Linked DNA regions of Sus scrofa: region 1 is linked to region 2. A link is a contact called in public HiChIP or PLAC-seq data. All regions are on one chromosome and are shown on one strand. Each heading gives the region's core, a stretch centred on a gene start, on an enhancer-like site or on the middle of the called end of the contact. The rest is flanking DNA. Distances are from core to core; before and after follow the strand shown. Region 1 overlaps DAB2 (disabled homolog 2). Region 2 overlaps DAB2 (disabled homolog 2).

Region 1 (5,151 bases), core at 225-2,724, 74 kb before region 2:
GACCACACCTGAAGCATATGGAGGTTCCCAGGCTAGGGGTCTTATCAGAGCTGCAGCCACCGGCCTACACCACAGCCACAGCAACTCGGGATCTGAGCTGAGCCTACAACCTATACCAAAGCTCATGGCAATGCCGGATCTTCAACCCACTGAGCAAGGCCAGGGATTGAACCCACAACCTCATGGTCCCTAGTCAGATTTGTTAACTACTGTGCCATGACAGGAACTCCTCAAAGTGTCTTTTCTAAAGCCTCTGCCAGTTTTTTGCTCATCCAGAAACCTGGCCTAGTTGGGTTGAATAACCACAGTGCAAAGTTACTCTTTCACTGTGGCCTCGACAGAAAGGTAACTCTTAACAAGAAATAGGTGAATCCATGATTGCTGACTTTTTCAATCTCCATGATGTGACTTGGGGCCATTGTGTAATCAAGAGCCTCGTGTGATAGCTACAAACAGGCCTGGAACATCCTCAGCCCATCCACTCTTCCCATCCAGATCTTTGGTTAAGTCACTGAAGTTTCTTTCAGCCCCTCACTCCTACACTGTCCACTAATCACCCCCAGGGCATTTTCTCTCTGACCACAAGTTCAAGTTGGCTATGGCAACCGTAGTCGACCATGCACATTCCAGTTACATTTTATGTTGTGGATTCACATGTCAGTCTAAGGAGTTAAGTTTCTTCAGAAAAATCTCTCTTTTAGTCAGCTCAAACTCAAGAATCCCCAGTGCAATAATAGGAAAGTTCATCCGGGCAGCCTTTCATGATTAGCTCACTTATGTTGGACAGGACGAAAGGAAAATTTCCTCCTGCATGTGCGGAATGGAGCTGTGCCTTTCCAGGAGCCAGTTTCTGCATTTATGAATTGTGATGTGCTGAAACTAAAGGAATCCTAAGAAATATACTCTGGAAGACAGAGTAAAAGCAAGGCAAGGAGAGGGAGTTCAAGAAGAAAAAGAGCGAGGATCTTTATTTTAGGGTGTCAGGAGCCAGAGCCTCTTCAAGGCTGATGGGGGAACCTAGCCAGGGAGGGGCAGAATATGGGTTTGGCCGACGGCGGTGCACTCCTTGAAGAGGGGTGCACTCCTTGAAGAGGGGTGCACTCCTTGAAGAGGGATGCACTCCAGGCTTCTGAAATGATGCTCTGAATTCATGGCATTTCGCAAGACCATTGAAAATGCTTAGTAATTGTTTGCAGCTGCTGTTCAGCCATTTCCTTTACATTCCATGGCCCTGGAGACTGAAAGAAAAAAATTCTTTCTGCTCATTTTTGGGGATCATAGTGTTAGCTGTAAATCCACTGTAGTCTATAAAATATAGTTTTTATTTCAGTGTTTCTACTTCATGCCAAATCATAAAATCTTTAAAAATAAAATAAAAGGGAAGGAAGAAACAAATAAAAACAACAGGAAGACTCTTTTAAGGAAGTTGCCATTCATGTAGAGTAAAACTCAGTGACTCAGATCTGTCTAGATTAGTAAGAAGTCTGGACTTATTTAGGTTGTTGTATGTAAAGATGTGTGTGTGTGTGTGTGTGTGTGTGTGTGTGTGTGTGTATCAGGCCTTTCTTTTCTAGGGTAACATGGATGGCGTGGTATGTGGACTGTGCTAAATGGAGCCCTGGGACCACTAACGGCCTCGGGGCCACAGGCAAAGTTCCCTGAAATGAACTTCAGGACTAGAATGGGGTGGTTAATATGTGGTACATGGAGAGGAACTTTCCGTCCTGCTCCCATGGGCAATTTTATTCATCTGCCGCAGCAAACTTTCTATTAGCCCTGGGAGCAGCCTCAGAATGTTTCTTAACACAGACTTCCAGTAAACAGTCATCAATCTGTCAGCCTCAATGTACACCATTAAGTCTATGGCTGGGACGAAGATATTTCAAAAATTCTAGGAGCATTGTCATTCCAAAAGGCAGACAGAGCTGAAGGAAACCGCTTTAAGGAATGCAAAAACGCAACCAGTGTATGGTTTATGATATACAAGCCCTTTCCAAGTTGCTTTACATGTACTTAAAACATCAGCTAGCTTCACAGAATACAGTAGTTCTCACCAGACTAAGGTGAAGGGATAGCAATAAAAAGGATAAGGCTGGGGCTTGGAATCATCTAGGGAGACTTTAAAAAATACCTAAATCTGGGACTCGCCCCTTCCATTATCATTGAGTCTGCGACGGAGCCAGGAGAATATGCTTGCTTAAAAATCTGTTTGTTGAGTTTTGAAACATACTCCTGTCCAAAGATCCTTTTCTGGAGTCTTTTTAAAGTGATTTATTTCTTTAAACCGTCTATTATTTCCAGAAAAGACAACAGTAGATGTTATCTCAGCCCTTGCTCAAATTAAAATTACACATTTCAAATGAGTACAGTGCAAGGAAAATGATTTTACCATTGAATGAATTTGCAGCTTTATTTCTGGAACCGAGACGTTGCATGTTTCAGATAATGATGTCCACTCAATCCTTCCAGTTTTTCAGTCCAAAAACCCTGGAGTCCTTCTCAGCTCTTCTCCTTCTCTCACAAACCTCATCAAATATATTCAGCCAATTCTGTCAGTCTTTGCTGCTTCTCACCACCTCCTCTACTAGAACTTGTGCCCATTATTCCCATAGCTTTGTAGTTGGTTTCCTGCTTCAATCCTTGGTTTCCATTGTCTATTCTCCATTCAGGACAGAGTGATCCCAATAAAATTTAAGCTGGATCATGCCATTCCTCTTTTAGAAACTTCCAAGTACCCTTGCAACTTAGCACCAGTCAAAACCAGAGTCCTCAGGATGGCCTGCCAAACCTTAGACTTCCTGACCCTCCTTCTGTCTCCTTTGTTCACTCAACCCTGGCCTTGTTGTTCCTCAGTTTGTATCCTTCTCCTGAAAGTCTTTGCACGTGCTGTTCCTTCTGCCTGGGAAGCAATTCCCCAGATCCCCATTTGATTATCTCCCCCAACCTCTTTCAAGCCTTGACTCAAATGTCATGTTATCAGTGAGCACCTTCCCAATCGCCGCTCTCACAAAAATTGTAACCCTACTCCCCATCCTGCTTTCCTGCTTTAATTTGCTCTGTAGTATGTATTGCTATATACCATAAAAGGAAGTTTTTGTTCTTTTTTTTTTCTTTTTTGGTCAGCTCCACAAAATCAGGGGTTTTGGTCTGCTTTACTCACTTCTCTATCCCTAACATCTAGAAAAATGCCTAGCACATAGAAGATGCTGGATAGATATTTGCTCAACAGTAGTGAAAGAATGAATCAGCCAAGAGATAGTACGATTCAGTGACTGGAGAAAGCAGTATCAATAAGCATGAATAATTGCGCCAATTTTTTCTGGGATTTTCCATATTCAGTTTCCCCACCATAAAATTGACTAATCATTCTTCCCTTTCACCAGGTCACGAAGTTACCATTGAAACAAATAGGAATTTATTTTAATACTTTGTAAGAAATGTTCTCTCTTATCTAAATATTCAAGAAACAAATCTACAATTTGCTATTTGTGCCATTTGCCTCTTCTTTTCTTTCCTTGCACTGTTTCACTTAGCAATTTCATAAAATACCAATAGCCAAAGAAGAAGTAAAAGAAAGTTTCAAATAAGCCCATTGTGTTACTTATTCATTTTTTTGTAACTGAAGAGAAGAGAGTTCAAATTATTAACCTAAAACAGACATGGAGATTATCTGTTTACTATAATCTCCTTTCTCTTTAGATAGAGCCATCATACTTTACAAATAAAATATGTTAGATTTCAAAAATAATTTGGGGGTTTCTAGATATGAAAGACAATCTAGAATAAATAGTATGACACAAAAATATTAGAGTTAACCAATAATAATGGCTAATATTTATGAGCATTTTCTAGATAGTAGCCATTATACTATGGCTTTGCATGCGTAATCTTATTTTATCCTCACTTAAACTCTAATATGGAAGAACATATGAAAAAAATTGAGGCTTCAAAGTGTAAAACATCTTACCTAAGGTCACAGAACTTAGTGGGTGGCAAAGCAGTGATTCAAATTTCAGTCCATCCAAATCCAAAGACAACATTTGTAAGAGCTCCACTTTTCTAAGACAGTGGTTTATGGGGGGAAAGACAAAATATTTCAAATCAGGATAGTTCTATAAAAATTGGGTCATAAGTTTAGAGTGTTTTGCATTATCATGAATTTCTAAGTGTTGACTATAAAAACAAAAGTTACTATCCTAACAAGTCAAAAGGAGAAAAACTGCTGATAGTGCCACAAGGTGAATTTCCCCCAGGAACCACAAAGTACTTTCATAATACAAACCAACTAAAAAAGCCTTCACAGCAAAAAATAGAATGGGGGGTTGGCATTTGTCCTGTTAATTGGATCAATGAGATACAATTAGAGAGCTGGATGACTCAGCTCTCAGAGTGATTTTTTTTTTCATTTTGGATTATTCAAATATCTCTCTCCAGAAATCAATGAATTGGAGCTGGGGCTACAAAGTCACCTCCCTATTTCCTGTCTGGACCATGACTTATTTCCTTATTTCCAAGTGAAGGCATTTTGTCAAATTAGCACATCAAGAGTTGTCTTCAGTAAGTCTGTCATTTGAAGTTAAATGTCTATTCCTCTGCCTATTGGAAAGCAAAGGAAGTGGCTGGCAGACTTTGCAGAAAGAAAGGAGAAAATAGTAGAGGCATGCATATGTGGTATTGTATGTGCGTTTGTGTGTGTGTGTGTGTCTGTATGTGTGTGTGTGTGTAGGTTTTTGGGTTTTTTTTTTTTCTTTTTCCAGGGCCGCACCCACGATATGGAGGTTCCCAGGCTAGGGGTCTAATCAGAGCTGTAGCCACTGGCCTACACCACAGCTCACCGCAATACCGGATCCTCAACCCACTGAGCAAGGCCAGGGATGGAACCCGCAACCCCGTGGTTCCTAGTTGGATTCGTTAACCACTGAGCCATGAAGGGAACTCCCGTATGTAGGTTTTCCCTGTCAGCTCATGGCATATCAAGACTGAGTGTGTGTAATAGGATGGGAGGGGTGCTCTACGAGGAACCTAGTTCCTCTCATTCTGCTGTTTCCCAGCTAGGTTGCAGGAGTACTTCAGCTTTCAAATATACCAACCAATCACAAAAGCAATTATTGATACCTTCATTAACTCTAACGTCTTTTTCTTTATAATTTT
Region 2 (5,635 bases), core at 1,452-3,951:
TAAACTATAAATCTGCCTACATTTTAAATATTGCTGCCTGACAAATTAGCATGTCTCTAAGGAATTCAATTTTTGAAATACAGAAAGGTGTGTCACCCTAATACCGCTATTCTAAATGTTTAAGAAGCAGAGATCTGTCTCTCACCCCACTGCCACTCTTCTTAACCAGTATTTCCTTGGTACTGATCCTTCTAGTCTCTCAGTAGTTATTTGGAGAAACAGATATACAATGGGAAAATGCTGTCTATTCTGCTTTACATAAGGAGCTATAATGCCATGACTATTTTAGTCAATAGCTGCTTTTTACAAAAGATGTTCCTTTAGGTGTGCATATTATCATCACTTACACACGTTTTTATAAAACTGACAATGGGAATCCTTTTTTTTAGGGTTTAGAATGAAAGTTATAAAATATAATGGCCTTCTTTTTTTTTTTTTAAGCCACTTTTAGGACATATTGTTTATTTGAAGTTTGAGGGTCACCAAACTTGGCAAGATGGGATAACCTTGAATCTGACATTTGAGATTGTTAGGCCTTAACCTTTCTATTAAAAGGCTTTGTTTCCAAAAGATTAGCCAAGTAATTAAATGAAAGAAACCGGCAGTGTTGAATCACTCAAAATGGCAAGTTCGTGCAGCTATCATACTACAAAGCTATCTGACTCTTTGATGCCATGGCTCCATACATGGATTTGTCACCACCCTGACCTCCACACCATTGCTCAAAACCTCAAAGTCTTCTCAGTACCGTCTAGACAAAATATAATTCTGTAAACCCATCCAGTCTGACCTGCTTTTCAACCTTTTCCCATAGTATAACCCAGCATGGGTCCAGTATTCTGGCCAAGGTGACATAAATATCCTTCTCCCATTGATATCAATTCCTCTTTCCCAAATGTATTTCTGGCTAATGCCCATTCCACCTATTGGAAGAACTGGATTAATTCTCCCTTTTTGCCTGGGTTGTTCTAAAACAAATTAAGAGCATAGATATTAGACGTGTGCAACTTTTAGAGGGCTGATGAACTTCCGTACTTTAGTTTCTACTCTTGTCAAGATGGATTGAGGATACCTTCCCCTAGGACTAAATGAGAGAGACATAGCATCACACCTGGCATATAATGAGTGTTCAATAAATTTAACCTTTAATAATATGATATTCCTTCTGTGTTTCCAAAAAACCTATGAAAGCTGTCCCCAACCCTGTACTCCAACTCACTTTACTCTGATCACTTTTTCTAGAGCACCTGTTACGTTCTGAAAGACTCTAATCCACTTATGGGTTTCCCCTGCTAGTGTGTAAACCCTATAAGGTAATAGATGTTTCTTTTGCTCACTGATGTATCCCAACCTCTAGAATAGTGCCTGGCACGTAGTAGGGACATAGATTTGTTACATGAATTAATTTTTTGGTACTGACCAATGGCATTTAGGGGTAACTTTGTTTCCTGTCTCGAAGTCGTAGTGGCTTTGAGCAGGTATCAATCACTATACCCTGTATGCTCTCCACAGCAATGAAAAAAGCTGCCAGTACTTGGAGGCCTTTTAAATTTTCGAATGGCATGGCCTCAGGGCAAAATCTGGGGTAAAGCCAGTGATTCACCATCTGTGGAGTCACACTGACTAGGCATAGTATGAGACGGGTGACATGCTCTTAAGAGTCAACAGGAATGGCACTTGACTCTTAAAGGAATTTCTTCGGTGGAGATGCAAAGGTAGAATGACATTTCAGTGAGAGACCCTCAACACTGGAAAGACTGACTCTGAGAAAAAAATTTTATATCCTGCTTCTGTTAATGAGACCTAAAACACTGTTCATCTTAGAGAAACTGAGAATGCGTGTTAGTGTTGTTTCTCTCACTACTTTCTTTGGTGGAATTCCTTGCCTACACACTTCTGTAATTTAAGGAATGCATTCTGATTTTTAAAACATTACCACTCTATCACAAACTACTATAATAAAATAGATACACAACAAAGTCCTACTATAGAGCACAGGAAAACTATATTCAATATCCTGTAATAAACCATGATGGAAAAGAAAGAAAATTACAATTATAAACATATTCCTAATTTCAAATTTTACTGCACTAGAAGGCAGCATTGGGTTATAGAAAAGCTTGATCATTACTTTTTTGAGGATTTGTCTTATCCTCCTTGTCTACAGTATTGAGTCTTTTTTAATAAAGATTGGATTAGGAACTTAATAGTGTCTTTCAACTTGTCTTCGCGCGGGGCTAAAGAGTTGAGCTAAGGAAACAAATGATCTAATTGCATTCTCTGATGCTAAAAATGCCTACATAATAAGACTAGAAAATACCAGATGCCACTGTGGAGTGAATCTAAAAGTTCAAGGACCAACTCAGGTTAGTTTTATTTAATGACCATAATAGACTGTAAAGAGAGGCTACAAATGGAGTTCCTCTCTGTTCATGTATATCCATTCATGTTTTCCTCAAGTATTTAAATGCCAATGACTTGGCAGACACAGAATTTTGCAACAGGTCATTAATGGTTCAGAGAACAGATGAGATTGCTCCAAAAGCTAAAGAAACAGCTTGCTTAAATATTACATTTTTTATGAAGCAAGGATACTTCCTTCCCAGTGAATCATTGATGTTGACATTCCTGTGTAGACTAATCAGAAATCTTTTTATAGTTGAATATAAATATGACATCTAATAATGAGCCGGGAGGTCTCAGTGGAAGCCCAGCAAAGTGGCCTGTGATAACGTGCTGTATCTACCAGTTCATCTCATGCTAAAACTCTAGACCCACATGGCATCCCCATGATTTGTCATGTTAAGAAGGTGATGAAACCCAGCAGGGGTGATACATTCGACTGGCCTGGGAGAAGGAAGGATTCTCATCTTATCCATTTATTCTAGGAAAGTCTTCCTGTAGTGAGCCAGATTTTTGACCAACTGCTTGCCCTAAAGCCAAGCCAAGTGATACGTGAGATTCTGAGTGCTAGGCAGGTTTTGTATAATAACTGGATGCGAAGGACAAATACTCAACATCATTTCTTTTCTTTTTCTTTTTTTCTTTTTTTTTTTTTTTTTGGTCTTTTTGCCTTTCCTATTGCCACTCCCATGGCATGTGGAGGTTCCTGGGCTAGGGTCTCATCGGAGGTATAGATGCCAGCCTACGCCAGAGCCACAGCAACGCGGGATCTGAGCCACGTCTGTGACCTACACCACAGCTCACAGCAACACCAGATCCCTAACCCACTGAGCAAGGCCAGGGATCGAACCCACAACCTCATGGTTCCTAGTCGGATTCGTTAACCACTGAGCCACGACGGGAACTCCATCATTTCTAGCTAAAGCTCTGAGAACTAGAAAACTGAATATATTTCACAGGCTTTTAGCACAACTGTTAGACAATACAGTACTCACATTATCAACTCAAGTCAGAAGGTTACCCAGCATTAGAGTGAAACTAATGCTATTACACATTTTAAAAGACCACACATAGATCTAATATATCAGTCTTTATAGTCCACAAAGTCAGAAAAGCTAGATTTTCCTAGTATATAAGTTTATCATTTCAAACATGTTAAGCTCTTTGGGAGGCACCAATTCCTTGGTCACTATATGAACTGTTGATTTATTTAGTTATGCATTTATTTCCTTTTAAAATATCCAAACTGAGTTTTTTATCAGGGTAGTGGTATAGGTTTATAGGAACTAGAATATTGCATTAAATATTACTTCATATAAAGATAAGACACTTGTTACTTCTTTAATCTTGTAGAATAATATCTAGATCAGAAGTAAAACAAAAACAAAATTATGTTGATCCTGGGAAAGAAAAATAGCATTTTTCTAAGTTCCTCAAAGTCATCTGTTCATGCTGCCTCAAGAACTTATCTTTAAAAAAAGAGAAAATAGGGAGTTCCCTTTGTCGCTCGGTGGTTAACAAGCCCAACTTGGATCTATGAGGATGCAGGTTCGATCCTTGGCCTCACTCTTTAACGGATCCAGCGTTGCCCTGAGCTGTGTGGTGTAAGTGTCAGACGCAGCTTGGATCCCATGTTGCTGTGGCGTGGTGTAGGCCGGCAGCTGCAGCTCTGATTCGACCCCTAGCCTGGGAACCTCCATATGCCTCAGGTGCGGCCCTAAAAAGACGAAAGACAAAAAAATAAAAAAGAGAAAATAGTAAATGAAATAGTCAAGACTTGAGCCTTTGAAAAATTGTCTAATGACATAACCAGGACACTTTTCTTAGATAGCTTGTTTTTAATGCAGCTGGTATAAATTTGATTTTTTTCCCCTTTTCCCCAGCCCTGGAATGATTTTAATGTTAGAAAAGATGACTTAAGAAAACAGTGAAGTTTAATATATGTTAGAAGATCTTCAAAGTCACTCTTTAAATCCCAGAATAAACTTTTCAAAATCTGTACAGATTAAGGTGATACTTGAGATCTTTCCTTGTGTTCTTTGATCATGACAACAAAGAAAGAAGACCTCGTAAGAAAGCTGTGTCTTCATTGTCTAAGAACTCTTAACTTAGTTCCCTGGAATGCCACATCCATTTTAACCTTGTTTGTAGAAGTCACGTAAATAACTTGCCGAAGGTGGAATAGAAACTGACTTCCTAAAAGTATCTTTAGATTAATAATGTTCGATGTTTGGAATCATTTAGGGGTGGCTTTTTTTCCAGAAGGCCTTAGTAGATATGAGGTTTCTCAAATTACTCTTCCAGACTTGCCAGTTGTTCATCATGATCCCCAAGGCAGATGTTTAGACATGTTTGTGGAAGTGTATTTATTACCATGCATGACTATAACTGGTATCATTTTGATTACATTCACATGGATTTATGTATAGAATTCATGAAACAAAACCTCTCTCACCTACTTAGACTTTATAAGCAAAAGTCTGATATTAAGGGGTAGGTTTTTTAAGTGTAATTGGAACTTCTTATGCTCATCCATCTTTGCAGTGAATGAACCAAAGACTGATATTTTGATACATTAGGACACTTTATTGTTCAATGTAGTTGCTTCAATGTGGTTAACCGCGCAGCAGTGAAAACCCCAAGTCTTTCATTTAGCAGGGGCTAATGTGCTACCGTTTAGATTTTGTCCATCCCTCAGTTTAAAAATGCATTGATTTACCTCTAGATACTTATTCGGTCCAATTTCCCAACACACCATTGCTCAAAAGATGAGAGAATAATGACAGTGTGAATATTAGCTCAAGGATGCTTGTGCCTTTCCGCCACTTTGTCCATCTCACTCTGCAGCAGCTTTTTAGAATATTTGTGGTCACAGAAGTTCAAAGCAGGTGGGTTAACAATTTCAAACCATTTTTGGAACCTGTCTCCTAAATTTTCAACACTTGAGTAGAATTAATATATCGCCGCAAAAGCAAGAAAACGGGTTGGCACATTCACCTTTCTCCTTGTCTGACAGAACCTGCAATTACCAAGGAATTTCTTATCTGTCAACCTATCTAATTTGACCAGAAACCAAGAAGTAAGCAAAGGAGCCTATAAGCCTTTTTTCTTGTGGATGAGTTCCCCCTGGCCTTTTAGAAAGCATTCTGGAAACTTCCTAATCCTTAGCATGGTAGAGACTTGGTGTTGTGGGGGAGGGGGGGGATGATTATGAGGTTGCTGGTCCTCTGTA

The links. HiChIP or PLAC-seq counts read pairs in DNA pulled down with a chosen protein or histone mark.
Region 1: a contact with region 2 is called in an H3K27ac HiChIP or PLAC-seq map of alveolar macrophages. The contact joins two enhancer-like sites. A contact is called at or near these places in 7 of 47 Hi-C or Micro-C datasets (embryonic fibroblasts, fibroblasts, heart right ventricle and 4 more) and 2 of 2 datasets of contacts at active chromatin or transcription factors (alveolar macrophages and skeletal muscle).

Annotation. Positions count from the first base shown.
Region 1 is chr16:24,702,049-24,707,199 of Sscrofa11.1, reverse strand. The region is part of intron 2 of DAB2 (disabled homolog 2); the gene reads left to right. Among named protein-coding and RNA genes, the nearest start is that of DAB2, 72 kb to the left of the region's middle. Within about 2 kb of position 1,474, at least 14 of the 83 cell types and tissues checked have an H3K27ac peak or open chromatin away from gene starts, as enhancers often do. A contact at or near this core is called in alveolar macrophages, where this site is marked.
Region 2 is chr16:24,629,162-24,634,796 of Sscrofa11.1, reverse strand. The region is part of intron 2 of DAB2 (disabled homolog 2); the gene reads left to right. Among named protein-coding and RNA genes, the nearest start is that of C9, 56 kb to the right of the region's middle. Within about 2 kb of position 2,701, at least 4 of the 83 cell types and tissues checked have an H3K27ac peak or open chromatin away from gene starts, as enhancers often do. A contact at or near this core is called in alveolar macrophages, where this site is marked.